Regions from separate parts of the Mus musculus genome. Here all the other regions are linked to region 2. The links are chromatin contacts, called in public HiChIP or PLAC-seq maps. All regions are on one chromosome and are shown on one strand. The core of a region is the stretch at or near the end of the contact, and the rest is flanking DNA. Distances in the headings are between cores, read along the strand shown. Region 1 overlaps Cacnb2 (calcium channel, voltage-dependent, beta 2 subunit). Region 2 overlaps Mrc1 (mannose receptor, C type 1). Region 3 overlaps Cacnb2 (calcium channel, voltage-dependent, beta 2 subunit).

Region 1 (4,268 bases), core at 1,409-3,908, 340 kb before region 2:
AAATAAAAGCACCTGCAAAAATAATTCTTGGCTTAAAAGGGTTATATTTATCTCAGTGGGAAAGGGGGTTATGCAAGAATTAGTTTCAATGCCCAAATTCATAAAAAAGTAAATAGAGATCTACTTCAGACTAACTTATAGAGTAGGTGTTCAAATACATGGCAGAAACATTTCTGAGAGTGAGCATAATTTTTATGTAACATATTCTTATTACACACACACACACACACACACACACACACACACACATTCACTTAGGCATATGAAAACTAACAATGTCAACTGTCCATAATGATATTTATGCTCATTTGTATTGTAGAAAGAACTAGGAAATAGACAAAGGTAAATATTTTTATATTGGCATGCCTTGAAATGGTTTCTAAGAAGACACACAACAGATTCTGCCATTCACAAAATCCAAGCAAACGTCTCAGAAGATAAAGAGATATTTACAGGAAATCAAAGGCGATAAATCTACTGCCTTCTAATTTATAGCTGTGTTTGTGACGAACGCAGGAAAACAAGCCAACAAGCCAGTATTTAAGAACTGAAAGATTTATCCAACCTTAAACATATCAGTCTCCACAGGCCTGGAGTCTGTAACCATTATCACAGTTTAATCTGCCTTTGCAAAACAAAACTGAAAAATAGACTGTGTGTCTTTGTGATTAATCATTTATATTTAAAGCCAATCTGAATAAATATAAAAGATCCAGAGAAGCAGAACGAAGAACACTGGTACTAGGAGGAAGTGGAATTTGTTTAGAATACCATGTTCTGAAAGTGTCCTGCAACCTTCTGTTAAATATTTGCTTCATTCTACGTTGTCACTCTGATGTGCTTTCTGGAAGCCCTTAGAAGCTACAGGGTTACTGAATTACAACCACAACACATGTTGGTAAGACAGAATCCCAGATGAGTGTCTGGGTCCTACCCTGCCAACCACAGTGAATATTGGTCCTTGAAAATTCCAGAAAAAAAAAAAAGAGTGAATTCATAAGACTCAATTTCTAACACAATAAACACAAGTCAGCACAACTCCAGGACATATAAGAGTTATCAGGACAAACAGTTACTGAGTCTTGGCCAAGCATGACAGGAACCTATAGCTGAGCTTGCATGGCAGAGTACCTGGATTGAAAAAGTGGCTTTAGTATGTGTTGAAACAAATCAGATCTAGCAAGTGGTCTCTTGAGCATTTGGTGTGCATCTTAAGAAGACTTCATCAATGCAAGCTGCAAGACCAAGTGTCTTTAGGGGAAAAAATGGAGAAAGAAAGGAAGGGAAACAGGAAGAGAATAGGAGAAATACAGAAAGCAGGAGGAGAGAGAGAGAGAGAGAGAGAGAGAGAGAGAGAGAGAGAGAGAGAGAGAGAGAGAGAGGAAGGGAGGGGGAGAAAGGAGGAAGGGATAAAAGAGGGACAGAGAAGGGAAGGATGAATGAGAAGAGGAGGGAGATGGTGTAGAGGAAGGGAGGGAGGCAGACACAAAAACAAACTCTGTAAAATAAAATGGTCTGTTCCACTCCGTACAGCTGGTTTAATTTCAATGACCACACTTACCTGCAGATGTGCATAGTTCTCCTTAACCTCGGAAATATCAAAGAATTTCCACTGTCACTGGAAGAGACCAACACAAATGTTCTATCCTTCGATGTCAGTTAGGCTCAGCTGTTATTTCTAGTCTAGCTGGCTTTTTTTTTTTTTTAATTGCTTTTGGTTTTTTGTTTTTCATTTTTCTTTCAGTAAAGTAATTTACCCCACTTAGTTTCTGGTGTTAAAAGAAATGTTTTCTTTCTAGACAATTGGCCCTTGGAGATTTTATCTTCTTTCTCTGGGTTTGTAAGAAAACTTGGTTCATGTAATAAGAACTAATGAAAAATAGAGACCTGTTATCCATACATGTATCCCAAACCCAGCCAAAGAGCACATAGCTTGTATCGGCACAAAGACAACCTTGGTACCTACAATTATCTTAACAGTACAAGACAACAGTGCTTTGTTTGTTCAATCCCTTTTAGTACATAAGCAATCTGAACAGTACTCATTGATTTCACATTCAGTATCTACAAGTCATGGGTAGCACTTTTTGCCCTTTAATCCATTAAAATTGAAGTATTTGTTCTACTTACAAAACCAAGGCCCCAGCAGACTATAAACTATTTCTGAAGTAGCCTCACATAAAACGAGGTGTAATGTTTGCCCAGCCTCACCCAGATTCATGACCTGGATGATTCCTGGGACCACGTCAGCCACAGCCAGCCCTCCAAACAGACCAGTACAGGCTACAGATGATTCACAGTCAAGTTCATTTCTGTTTACTTAACACAGGATGGAAGCTTCCAGAATTCTAAAATTCTAAAATTCGTATGCTCCTGCGGATTCTTGGAAAGAAGGAAAGAAACAAACACTCTTCCAACTATGTCTGTCCTTCTCATTACCAACAGGGACACTAAACTGTGACACAAACTGAGAACTCAGGCAACTTCTAAAGGAAGAACTAAAGGAATGCTGGCATTGAGGAAGTCATGAAGCCAGGCTGAGGAGACTGCTCAGTGAGAGAGAATGTCCATAACTTAGGCGTGAGGGCCTGAGCATCAGCACTGTTGTTAATAGCTGGTTGTGGTTGCATACATTATGACAATGTCAACACTGTGTGGGGTAGAGATAGGAGGATTACTGAGGGGTTGCTGGCCACAAGCCTAGGTCCAGGTTTAGTGAGAGGATTAAGGTTGAGATATAGACCAGGACTCTCAACATCCTCTTTTGGCCTGGCCTTCACACACACACACACACACACACACACACACACACACACACACACACACACTACAATCATAACACCCAGTGAAACTTTAAAACAATAAGACTATTCTCTTTTCTTCCCTAAAGAGACTTCAGAGTAGAGAGTAGCTTAGTGTTTTCAAATTTTGATGTAAAGTGTGCTCGGGATCATGTGCAGGAGACACTCTGTTCCGCCAGCTGGTGGCGCTGCCTTAGGAGGTTATGCAGCCCATGGGACTGACATAGCTAGCACAGGTGACATAGCACAGGTGACATAGCACAGGTGACATAGCACAGGTGAGTCACTGAGGCTGGGCTTGATGGTGTTATCCCTTTCTGGTCTCAGGCAAAGTCCTCGAATCCTCTTATCTTCAAAGACACAAGCAGCCTCTGCCACATTCTCATGCCAGCATCCTGGACCAGCATCCCGTGAAACTGTGACCTAATCCCTTCCTCCCTCAAGTTGCTTCTGTCAGGAATTCTGTTACAACTATGAAGAGACTCATACAGTGTGTTACATACTAAAAACAACAGTATTAATTTTTCTTTATGCTCTCCTCAGCTAAACAAGTTAAACAATTGTGATACATGCTCACTAATCTGTCTTTTTGTAACAAGAGAATATGATGTCACCAATAAAGAAAATAATAATAATCTGGAGTCCGCTGCCTCAATTCAAATCCTCAATCCAATCTCCCTCCTGATGTGACTATATTACTTTATTTCCATGCTTGGGTTTCCTCATTGGTAGGATTGAGCCCTAGACACAGTAACGTTTAATAAATATCAGATGTCAGTACTTCTTCCCAAATGCTTTGTTCTTGTCAATGTTTTAATAAATGTTCAAAATAAACATTGCATTTTAAAGTCATAATAGTGAAAGTTGTCAAGAGTGTTTATTTGCATATTTCCAATTAGCATACAGGTTTTAACTCTTGTAACGCATACAACTAGGTTTTTTTGTTTTTGGTTTGTTTTGGTTTTGGTTTTGGTTTGGTTTGGGTTTTTGTTTTGTTGCTGGTTGGTTTGTTTGTTTGAGGAGGCCTATTTGTAATGTGAACCTGGTGAGATATCAAAAGGCAGAGTCATTGAGAGGTGGGTATGACCTAAATATATTGTATTCATGTGTGAAATTACCAGGGAATAAACAAGCAAACTAACAAACAAACCTAGTTATTCATTCAAAGGCCAACTAGAAATGGCAGCACTCAGTCTCGGCAGATAACTATCTCATGCTGCTTGGAGGAAACCATTTGGAACACATCTCACAATGCTGTGATTCACTTAACAGAAAAACAGGAAAATCATGCGTTCAGGATCCCGTGCCCAAAGAGCATGTGAAGGTAACACTTTATACAGAACAGAAATGAGACAAAATAAAAACACAATGCGCTTTCTCGCCAATGAACACTTTACAAAACTGCAAGTCAGGACAGGAGTTTTCCTTGAAATGTTTGATGCGGAATATTAACTGGCCTATTTCATC
Region 2 (4,235 bases), core at 1,392-3,891:
ATTTTCCACATCTGGAAGTATGGTTCACATTCAGACATTAGATAATAAAATATTTCGGCTAAAATGGCAAAGATAATAGGAAAATGGCTTTTCCTTCCTGTCCTTCTGCAGGACTTCCTACCTTTCCTTTTTAATTCTCTGAGATTTCCTCCTCCCCACCATGATCCACCTCAGTCTCCAGGACCAAAGCACTTGATAAGATTTCCAAACAAGACACATCTGGGTTGGAGGATTTGGGAAAGTTACTCAAGTTCTCTTGCTTCCTTGTCTTAAGATGCAAACCACAGGCTCTACTATGTAGAGCTGTGAGGAAGGTATTGAAGAAAGTCAAACAATGATCACAGAACTGAAAGTCTCTAATTCTGTTTTGTGGTCATTGTAGTAAGAAGTTACATAGAGGTTAGAAAACATCAAGATTCTTGCTGCTAACAGGAGCTAATAATTTTATCAATAGTTTTCAAAGGATTTTAAATACTTAAAAGTTTATTATCATAGTTCTAAAGAGACATATCCTTCCTAGTTAATTTTCTCTAAAGCTCCCCATTCCCTGAGACTTTTTTCAGATTCCTAGATCTTGCACTGAAACTGACTGCTACTGCAATAGATGACAGCTGAGGCTGCTCTGATCCCCTGACCCACTGGCTACAAGATTCATTCATCTTTCTTGATAATCAGGTCAGGCCCCAGGTGCCTTGTTTGTTCTTGAAGCTGTATGTTTGGGCACTCAGTCATCTTTCCATCAAGTAGATACAGGATAGTGGGGCCTGAGCGCAAAGCTGTGGTGCCAGCACATGGATGGCTAGAGTGGGAGGATCTTGAGTTTAAGCCCAGCCTACATAGTGAGTGCCATAGGGAACTCTAACAGCTACATTGTAGGTTCCAGTCTAACCCTGGACTATACAACAAGAGACTTTGTCTTCAAGACTCTCAGTGGTCACAGCTGAGCTATGGTTCTAGTTTAATGGATTTTTATTCTTGAAGATATTCCAGTGCTCATCACTCAGAATCCTCCTGGTGAGTAAGTAACCAAGGCAAAGTAAAGCTACCCAGTAAGAGCTGTGACTTTCCCCAAAACTGAAACAAACAAAATGAGAATGTGTTCATTTACGTGATCTTGAATCTCACAGTTCCAGTGTTTAATGATTTAATAATCAAATAGCAGGTGTACAAACAGTGTAATCTGAGTGGTGACATCAGTTCCCCACTCAAAGCTGCTCATGCAAATTTGACTAACAGCTGGAGATTAGGATGTATTGAGCCAAGTAGCAAACCCATGCGCTTAAGTGGTTATTCCTCGAATAGCTTAGAATAGAATAGAATTCTTAGAATAGAATTGTGATTCTGGCACACTGATTTGCTTTCTGTAAAGGGTATTGAAGTGTCTGAGAGATGGCATTGTCAGTAATATTATTTGCCAGTAACATCAGTGTATAAAGATAAAGAAGCTCTTAGTGTCTGTTAGAGTCTACTTTGGGTCTCCAGTCAACAAAAGCAATTCAAAAAACCAAAGCAGCTGGTTGGTCCAAAACCAGATTCCTCAGACTAGCTTACTGCCAAGATTAGTATAAGTCTAGGCTTGGGCATCTCTAGTTCTATAAATCCTGAGTTTCAATTTCTACATCTTTTAAAAGAAGATACTTAAATGCCCCCTTGTTATTCTTGGAAAGATAAAATAAAATCCCATGTTTGTAAAGGGTTAATGCAAAAATTGGACTAATGATTCCCCATAAGCGTTTGCATTGGTCCCACCATTCAACGACATCCATATTCATATTCAGCCCCACTGAAAAGTTTTACATCTGCTTTCTATAGGGCCCCGTTTTGTGAAATTAGGCAAATATTCATAACACCTGAGAGCACTTGAAATGTTTCGTTGCTTTAAATATACCAGAACCAAATTACTTAAAAATTTTCTCTTCCTCTTTGCCCCAGAATACTGAAAGCTGGATGGGAGGGCATGGGAGAAGAGAAATGCAAAGATTACTTAAACACAACTGACTCGCATGCTGCATTGGAGAGGTGTCTGCAAGACTGACAGGCTCTGCTGGAAAGAATGAGGGAATGCCCTGAGCATAGACCCCTAGACCTGCCCTGAGCACAGCTCCCGCATACCTGGCATGTCGGCATTCCAGTGTGTAAACTGCACCTGCTCGTCCACAGTCCACCGAAACGTCCCTTTGTTTTGAACATCTGAGAGTCCTGTCCAAAAATATTTTTCAGGCCTCAATCCAACCAAACTAGTCAGGAATGCTTGTTCATATCTTTAAAAGAATTAAAGTAACTAAACTTTAGAAACATTTATGCAAATTTCTTAAATTATCAACATGAAAATTATTTCAGTTTTATACCCGAGATATTGTTTCATTGATAAATTCAAATATTGCTTTACTCTTCTGTAGCCATTTCCTCTGGATTCTAACATTCTCTCTTAAAGACAGAACATATGTCATAGATCCAGGAAGCTAAAGAACTTAGAAAGCTCAGGAGGTTTATGAAAGTTACAAGACTCACAGGGCCTCTTCCTGGGATTATAGAAGCAATAAATAATTGCTAGGGAGACAAGACTCTTCTACAGAGCTACGTGTAAATTGCTCAGGGCGTGTCAGGGATGCAGCCTTCATGAATCATCACCCATGCTGAAGTGGGCTTTCCAGTGAGGGAGCTGCCAATAAATCACTCATATCCACATATGTAACCTTTGCTCACACTCCTGTAAGTTACCCTGTAAACTCCCTGATTCCCCAAGCTGGACCTGGGGGGAATCATTTCCTTTATGATCTGGCATGAATAAACATTTCATAACTTCCCACAAAGAGTCACACAGGAGTCATAGCTTTATATCGTTTACATTATAATAGTCTTCACTAAGGAAAAGTAAGTTTATGAAGTTAAACTACCATCTATCTGAGTGGATTGATCCATTCAGACATTGTTCTCTCATTCTCATATTGGCCTCTCTAGCCTTCACAAAATTTAAGAGAACTTTGAAAATACAAAGAAGAAAACTACAGCAGTTGGAAAAATTATTTGAAATGACCAGACCACTTTTTACACAGGTCAAATGCCCTGCTCAATTCTTGATTACAGATGATAGGGTTATCAAGGAGAATCACGAATTGGGACCATCTTGTTTCTTTCCCTTTCTGATGATAGGCTATAGATCTGTCTTAGCTTAAAAAAAAAAAAAAAAAAAAAAACACTTGAAATAATGAAGGCAACTTGGGCGGAAATGTCTCAGAAAAATAGGCACTGCATTTTCAGGAACATCAAGAGCCAGGGAGAACAAAGAGGACTGTGGGCCCTGATAAAAATGGCAGATGTTATATTTAACCATAGTCCGAATAATTCCAGATGCCTAAAAAGAGCAATCAAAACACTATAAGTACAATTTACTTTCTAAAACATGAAAAGGAAATTTAATGACAGTTAAATACAAAGAGCTAAATACAAATAGCTCAGAGAACACGAGAACACATGAAGAGTAATTCTCTTCTTGTATACGATTCTTTAACCAATCAATCACAAATGTATATCCATGGTATTTAAGCAATTCATCTGCTCTGTCTTGAGAGAATACATATCTGTGTTCTAGTAGTTAGATGTTTATATTAGCATGTCATTGCTGGGAGAGGAAGATGCAGTTTGAAACACAATCCTCTGATATCTATTTTTATCACAGGATTTTTAGTATCAGCAGGACTCTGTGGGTTTTGAGTCTGCCCTGAAGCAATAAAATGTCAGTGACTTTTGAATTTTTTTTAAGTTTTTTGAATGTATAAGCCAAGCTTTGAGAAGAGTAAGAAAGAAAATAAAACAAAGAAGTAAGTAAACCTCAAAGATGAATGAAACCTCAGAGCTTAAAGTTCAAATTTAAAACCCTCTACTTTCTGTTTGATTTTCTTAGCCTATCATTCTATTAGCCAAGCCAACAAAGCTTAGTTGATTACTTAATTAGTTAACTAAGATAAAAGAATAGAAAGAATGAGTAGAATATTTGCAGATAATACAGTCTACATTTGGGAAGTTGGGATCATAATTTTGGGCCTCTGACCTGCCTTCCTTAGTAATAAGTGATAAGACCCATCCTATCAATCCCAGGGATCTATGTGCCACACCCTGGAGGGAGAAAGGCTGTAAGCCCTGAGAGGCACAGAAGAATCTTGGCACCTGCTGTGTTTCCTTGCTTAGTCTATTAGCCAGTATTCTCAAGTAATAGAGTTTCTCAACAGCTCACA
Region 3 (4,505 bases), core at 1,149-3,648, 390 kb before region 2:
TGCATATGTATCAGAAGATGGCCTAGTCGGCCATCAGTGGAAAGAGAGGCCCATTGGTCTTGCAAACTTTATATGCCTCAGTACAGGGGAACACCAGGGCCAAGAAGTGGGAGGGGGTAGGTAAGGGAATTGGGTGGGGGGAGGGTATGGGGGACTTTTGGGATAGCATTGGAAATATAAATGAAGAAAATACCTATTTAAAAGAAAAAAGAAAAAAAATAAAGGCAGATGATAAAAAGAAAGAAAGAAAGAAAGAGAGAGAGAGAGAGAGAGAGAGAGAGAGAGAAAGAAAGAAAGAAAGAAAGAAAGAAAGAAAGAAAGAAAGAAAGAAAGAAAGAAAGAAAGGTAAACATGAGTTACCCTGGACTTCAGTCTTGTTTTGTTTTGTTCAAATTTCACTATGTAACTCAGACTGGCCACAAATTTGGATGGATGTCTCTGTATCCGTATCCCAAGAGGTGGATCCTCTACCCCCTCATTTTCTTACATGCTTTATCACAAATCTACAATAGAAAACTTGAACACCTTTCACCCACATCCACAGGTACCACTGAGTCGAGCCAAGGCCACCTTCTGATATGCTCAGGACCCAGGTCCTCTGATTTTCTTTCTTTCTTTTTTTTTCTTAAAGATTTATTTATTCCAGAAGAGGGCATCAGATCTCGTTATGGATGGTTTTGAGCCACCATGTGGTTGCTGGGATTTGAACTCAGGACCTTTGGAAGAGCAGTCAGTGCTCTTATACCCGCTGAGCCATCTCACCAGCCTGGTCCTCTGATTTTCAATCCAGTGGTTTTGAATTTGGCACTGTGGGGAGTAGATTGCAGGTATTTTTTTTTCTTTGCTTCAATTTTATTTTTAACTTTGATTAGTGAACTTAAACAATAAAATTCAAATAGGCATTTGATGTATGGTAGAGCTGCCCTGGTAGATTTGGGAAGGTAGAAAAGATCATGTGCTCAGTAATTTCAGAGTAATTTATTATCTAAATAGAAAACAAAATTAGATTCCTCTTTCATAGCTCAAAAAAAAAAAAAAGCAAATAATTCAGAAAGCTTTACAAGTAAATTTAGAAGAATGTTTTTATGCCTTTCTATTATTAGGGAACATTTTCTTGCAAGCTGAGAAATGAAAAAGACAGTAGAGGAAAAAAGTTAAAGTTGATAACATTACAATTTAAACTCATACTCAGAAACAGAGTAGCACAAGGTTTGAAGCACAGACAAGGGTTCCTGTGAACAAAACCCACAAAAAAGTATAAAAACAAGTTATAAAAACAGAAGGTGGCTGGGTGTTGGTGGTATATGGTTTTAATCCCAGGACTCAGAGGCAGGGGCAGAAGAATTTGTGTGAGTTCTAGGCCAGCCAGCTCGTTCTATGGAATACGTGCCAGAATAGCCAGAGATACACAGAGAAACCCTGTCTCAAAACAAACAAAAACAATGAAAAAACAAAAAAACCTAAAACAACAAAAAACAGAAGCGAGTTAATCAAACAAAACAATGAAATTCTGGGCTTGGGAGAAGCCTTGGTAAATGGCTTAATCATTAAGTGCTTGCTGCATAATCATTAGCACTTGAATGGATCTGCCCCAGCACCCAGAAAATAAAGCCTCCTTGGTAGTGTGCTCTGAAGGCACAGTGGTGGGAGCCAGGGGTGGAGACACATGGATCCCTCAAGCACATTGAGCAGACAGCTTAGTGAGAAAACCTGCTTCAAACAAAGTAGACAACAGTCCAGGAAGGTACCCTATGCTGATGTCTGACTCCATGTGCAGATTCACACATGTGTACACTGCACATGTGCACAGACCCACATGAACAGGAACACATACTGACCTCTCCAAATCTGTTTGACAACAGAGGACCAAGAGCTCATGTTCTGCTGTCTGGAGTGTAAAGATGCGACACGTATTTGGAAAACAATTTGACACAATCTAATAATTTAAAGCATGCATGCTCTAACAACTCAGCCATTGCACTCAAGGTTATGCCTGAAGCAGAGCTTCCTGTTGGGCAATAAAGGCAAAGGAACTCCAGATGTGACCAAGCGACCCATCTATTCATCCATTTGGGCTTGCATTGTTGGAAGATAAACAGTCTGCTAAAATAACATGTTAAACATATGCAAGAACTCAGGAAAGTTGACAAAGCAGGATCTAGAGAGATTCAGGAGGATATGAAAGAATTCCTGGTAAAGAAAGAAGGAAAGGAAGGAAGGGGGAGGGCGGGAAGAAAGGAGGAAAGAAAGGTAGCAGGAAGGGAAGGAAGATCCGATGTATTTTAATCCCAGTGATAAGAAACGTAACTAACACGCGAGTCATAACTCATACATCCTGATTCCAGTGCTACAGATGCCTCTTCATTTAATGTTCACAACTCTGTAAACACGAGTCTTTACCTCAGTAATGCCCATTTGTACACAAGGGTGCAGCAAGTGGCAAAGACTGAACAATTTGTCCAGAGGTGTGTGGAAGAGATGGCAGATCAATGATCTCACCCACATGCTCTGAGTCTGAAAATTATACCGCTTATCAACTCTAGTGTTCTACTTTACATACTATGCTTAAAAATGTATACTTCACTGGTAGAACACCTGCTAACATTTCTGAAAACCCTAGGTTTGGTCCCTTAGTACTGGTTATAAGTATACGTATGAGTGTTTGTGTATGTATGTAAACATTTGTGTGTATGTGTATGCATATGTTTGTATTATAATTATTTTATTACATTTCAGCTATTTTAAGAGCACATAATTGTTCTCATCTAGATGAAGATGAGATATTGAGTCAGGAGAGAAAGGAATGGTTACTTTTAAATTTTGGAGACTTAATAACAGCATATTGGTCTTACTATACTTGATGCTAACAACAAATCTGGGAAGGAAAGTTGTTGACTATACTGAATTCTCAAACAAGGAAACTGCACGTAAGAAGTGGAACAACCAAGTTTACATGCAACAGCAGAGCCAACACACAACCTGAGCATTTCTGTAACACTCAAGTCCAGATTTATAACTACATATGACTCTTGTTATTGCCTGTAGACATTTACATCCAACAAGAACCCCTGCAAATTCCTACGTTCTATGTGGAAAACATCTTCATATTTGTTTAAGGTGATCATACTGGTGGTGTACAAGTAACAGTATTAGTCAGTATACATGAGGTTGACTCCCATGATGCAAACTTTATAAGTGTGCCTCCCTACCCTCCCTCTCCCCTCTCTCCCTTTCTCCTTTCTTACCTCCCCCTTTCTCTCTCTTTCCATTAAACACAGAATGGCTTAAAACTGAATGCAGTCCCAAACTGGGGTATATTTCACTACAATCTAAAAGCCTGATGCTTGCCCACTAGGTCCCATCCCTGTCCAGATCCCAGTTGGAACCACAGGAATGTAGCATACAGTAGGAGAGCCAATCTGCTTTTAAGCTGAGGGCTATGATGGCCTCTCTTCACAGAGGGGAATCTTTCTCCAATTTTAGCAAAACTCTCCTAAGAAATGAGTTTTGACTCTGACAGCATAAGAAAAATGGCTTGTTTTCCTGTTCATTTCTCATTCCAGACAGACTGAAGAGCTTCTAACCCTCTGTCCATAACAAAACAGTAGCCTCCCATTTGCATATCAAACTAGTTTAGTATTTAAAACGTATTATATTTACTTATTTACATGTCTGTGTATATGTGTGGAGGTCAGAGGACAACTTCAAAACTGGTTGTTCTCCTTCCACTGTATGGATCCCAGGGACTAAACTCAGGTTGTCAGGCTTGGTGGTAGAGGTGAAACATGCAATGGCTCTAAGTAGTTTAGTATTTGAAACTTTAAAAAAAGGTCTGCTTCTCATCCCCTGCCCAGTGCTGTATCCTGAGCAAGGACTTTTTCTGAGCTAGAGACTTATCCCCAAACGAAAGTCATATAAACATTTTTCTTCAGATTATATATTGTGAACCTTGTTACATTTACCAAAGTAATAGTCAGCTTAGAAAGAGATCGAGATTATGTTGCCCTTTAAAAATCTGTTTGAACTATTGCTATAACTTAGTGCTTAACATGTGTGAGCTCCTGGATCCCACTTACACACAGGCATATACACACACACAAACATGCACACACCATGAACAACATCGTTGCCCTAATTAAAGAACAATAAGTTCAAAATATAACATCTGGGCACACTGTATATAAATAAAAGACAGCTAATACACTCAGTTCTTTTTAACCAAGGAAAGTACAAATACTTCAAAGTCAGCAGACACAACATGTTTACTTCATGGCTTCCATCATAGTCTGTGTAGTAAGTTCAAAAGTGATGCTAATGTAGGTATGAGCTTATGAAACCACCAAGCTGATGAAAAGCAAGCAAGCCATCTGGAAAAGCACATGCCTACTCCTATTTCCAGCTATAAAGTCTGAACACAGGCAGAGTTAAGAAAAGACTTTTCTAGAAAACTGAAAAAAAAAAACACATATACATTAAGATAGAAAGCTCCCAACGAAACACACCCA

What was found. HiChIP or PLAC-seq counts read pairs in DNA pulled down with a chosen protein or histone mark.
Region 1: a contact with region 2 is called in an HNF4G HiChIP or PLAC-seq map of pancreatic cancer cells. The contact joins two enhancer-like sites. A contact is called at or near these places in 1 of 39 promoter capture datasets (the C10 cell line) and 1 of 115 datasets of contacts at active chromatin or transcription factors (pancreatic cancer cells).
Region 3: a FOXA1 HiChIP or PLAC-seq map of pancreatic cancer cells shows a contact between it and region 2. The contact joins two enhancer-like sites. A contact is called at or near these places in 1 of 39 promoter capture datasets (the C10 cell line) and 2 of 115 datasets of contacts at active chromatin or transcription factors (large pre-B cells and pancreatic cancer cells).

What each region holds. Positions count from the first base shown.
Region 1 is chr2:14,619,076-14,623,343 of GRCm38.p6, reverse strand. All of the region lies in intron 2 of Cacnb2 (calcium channel, voltage-dependent, beta 2 subunit), which reads right to left. Among named protein-coding and RNA genes, the nearest start is that of Gm32741, 17 kb to the right of the region's middle. Within about 2 kb of position 2,658, at least 31 of the 459 cell types and tissues checked have an H3K27ac peak or open chromatin away from gene starts, as enhancers often do. A contact at or near this core is called in pancreatic cancer cells, where this site is marked.
Region 2 is chr2:14,277,862-14,282,096 of GRCm38.p6, reverse strand. It overlaps Mrc1 (mannose receptor, C type 1), which reads right to left. Exons shown (of 30, transcript NM_008625.2): 11 at 2,113-2,261. Among named protein-coding and RNA genes, the nearest start is that of Mir511, 19 kb to the right of the region's middle. Within about 2 kb of position 2,641, at least 29 of the 459 cell types and tissues checked have an H3K27ac peak or open chromatin away from gene starts, as enhancers often do. A contact at or near this core is called in pancreatic cancer cells, where this site is marked.
Region 3 is chr2:14,662,539-14,667,043 of GRCm38.p6, reverse strand. All of the region lies in intron 2 of Cacnb2 (calcium channel, voltage-dependent, beta 2 subunit), which reads right to left. Among named protein-coding and RNA genes, the nearest start is that of Gm32741, 60 kb to the right of the region's middle. Within about 2 kb of position 2,398, at least 2 of the 459 cell types and tissues checked have an H3K27ac peak or open chromatin away from gene starts, as enhancers often do. A contact at or near this core is called in pancreatic cancer cells, where this site is marked.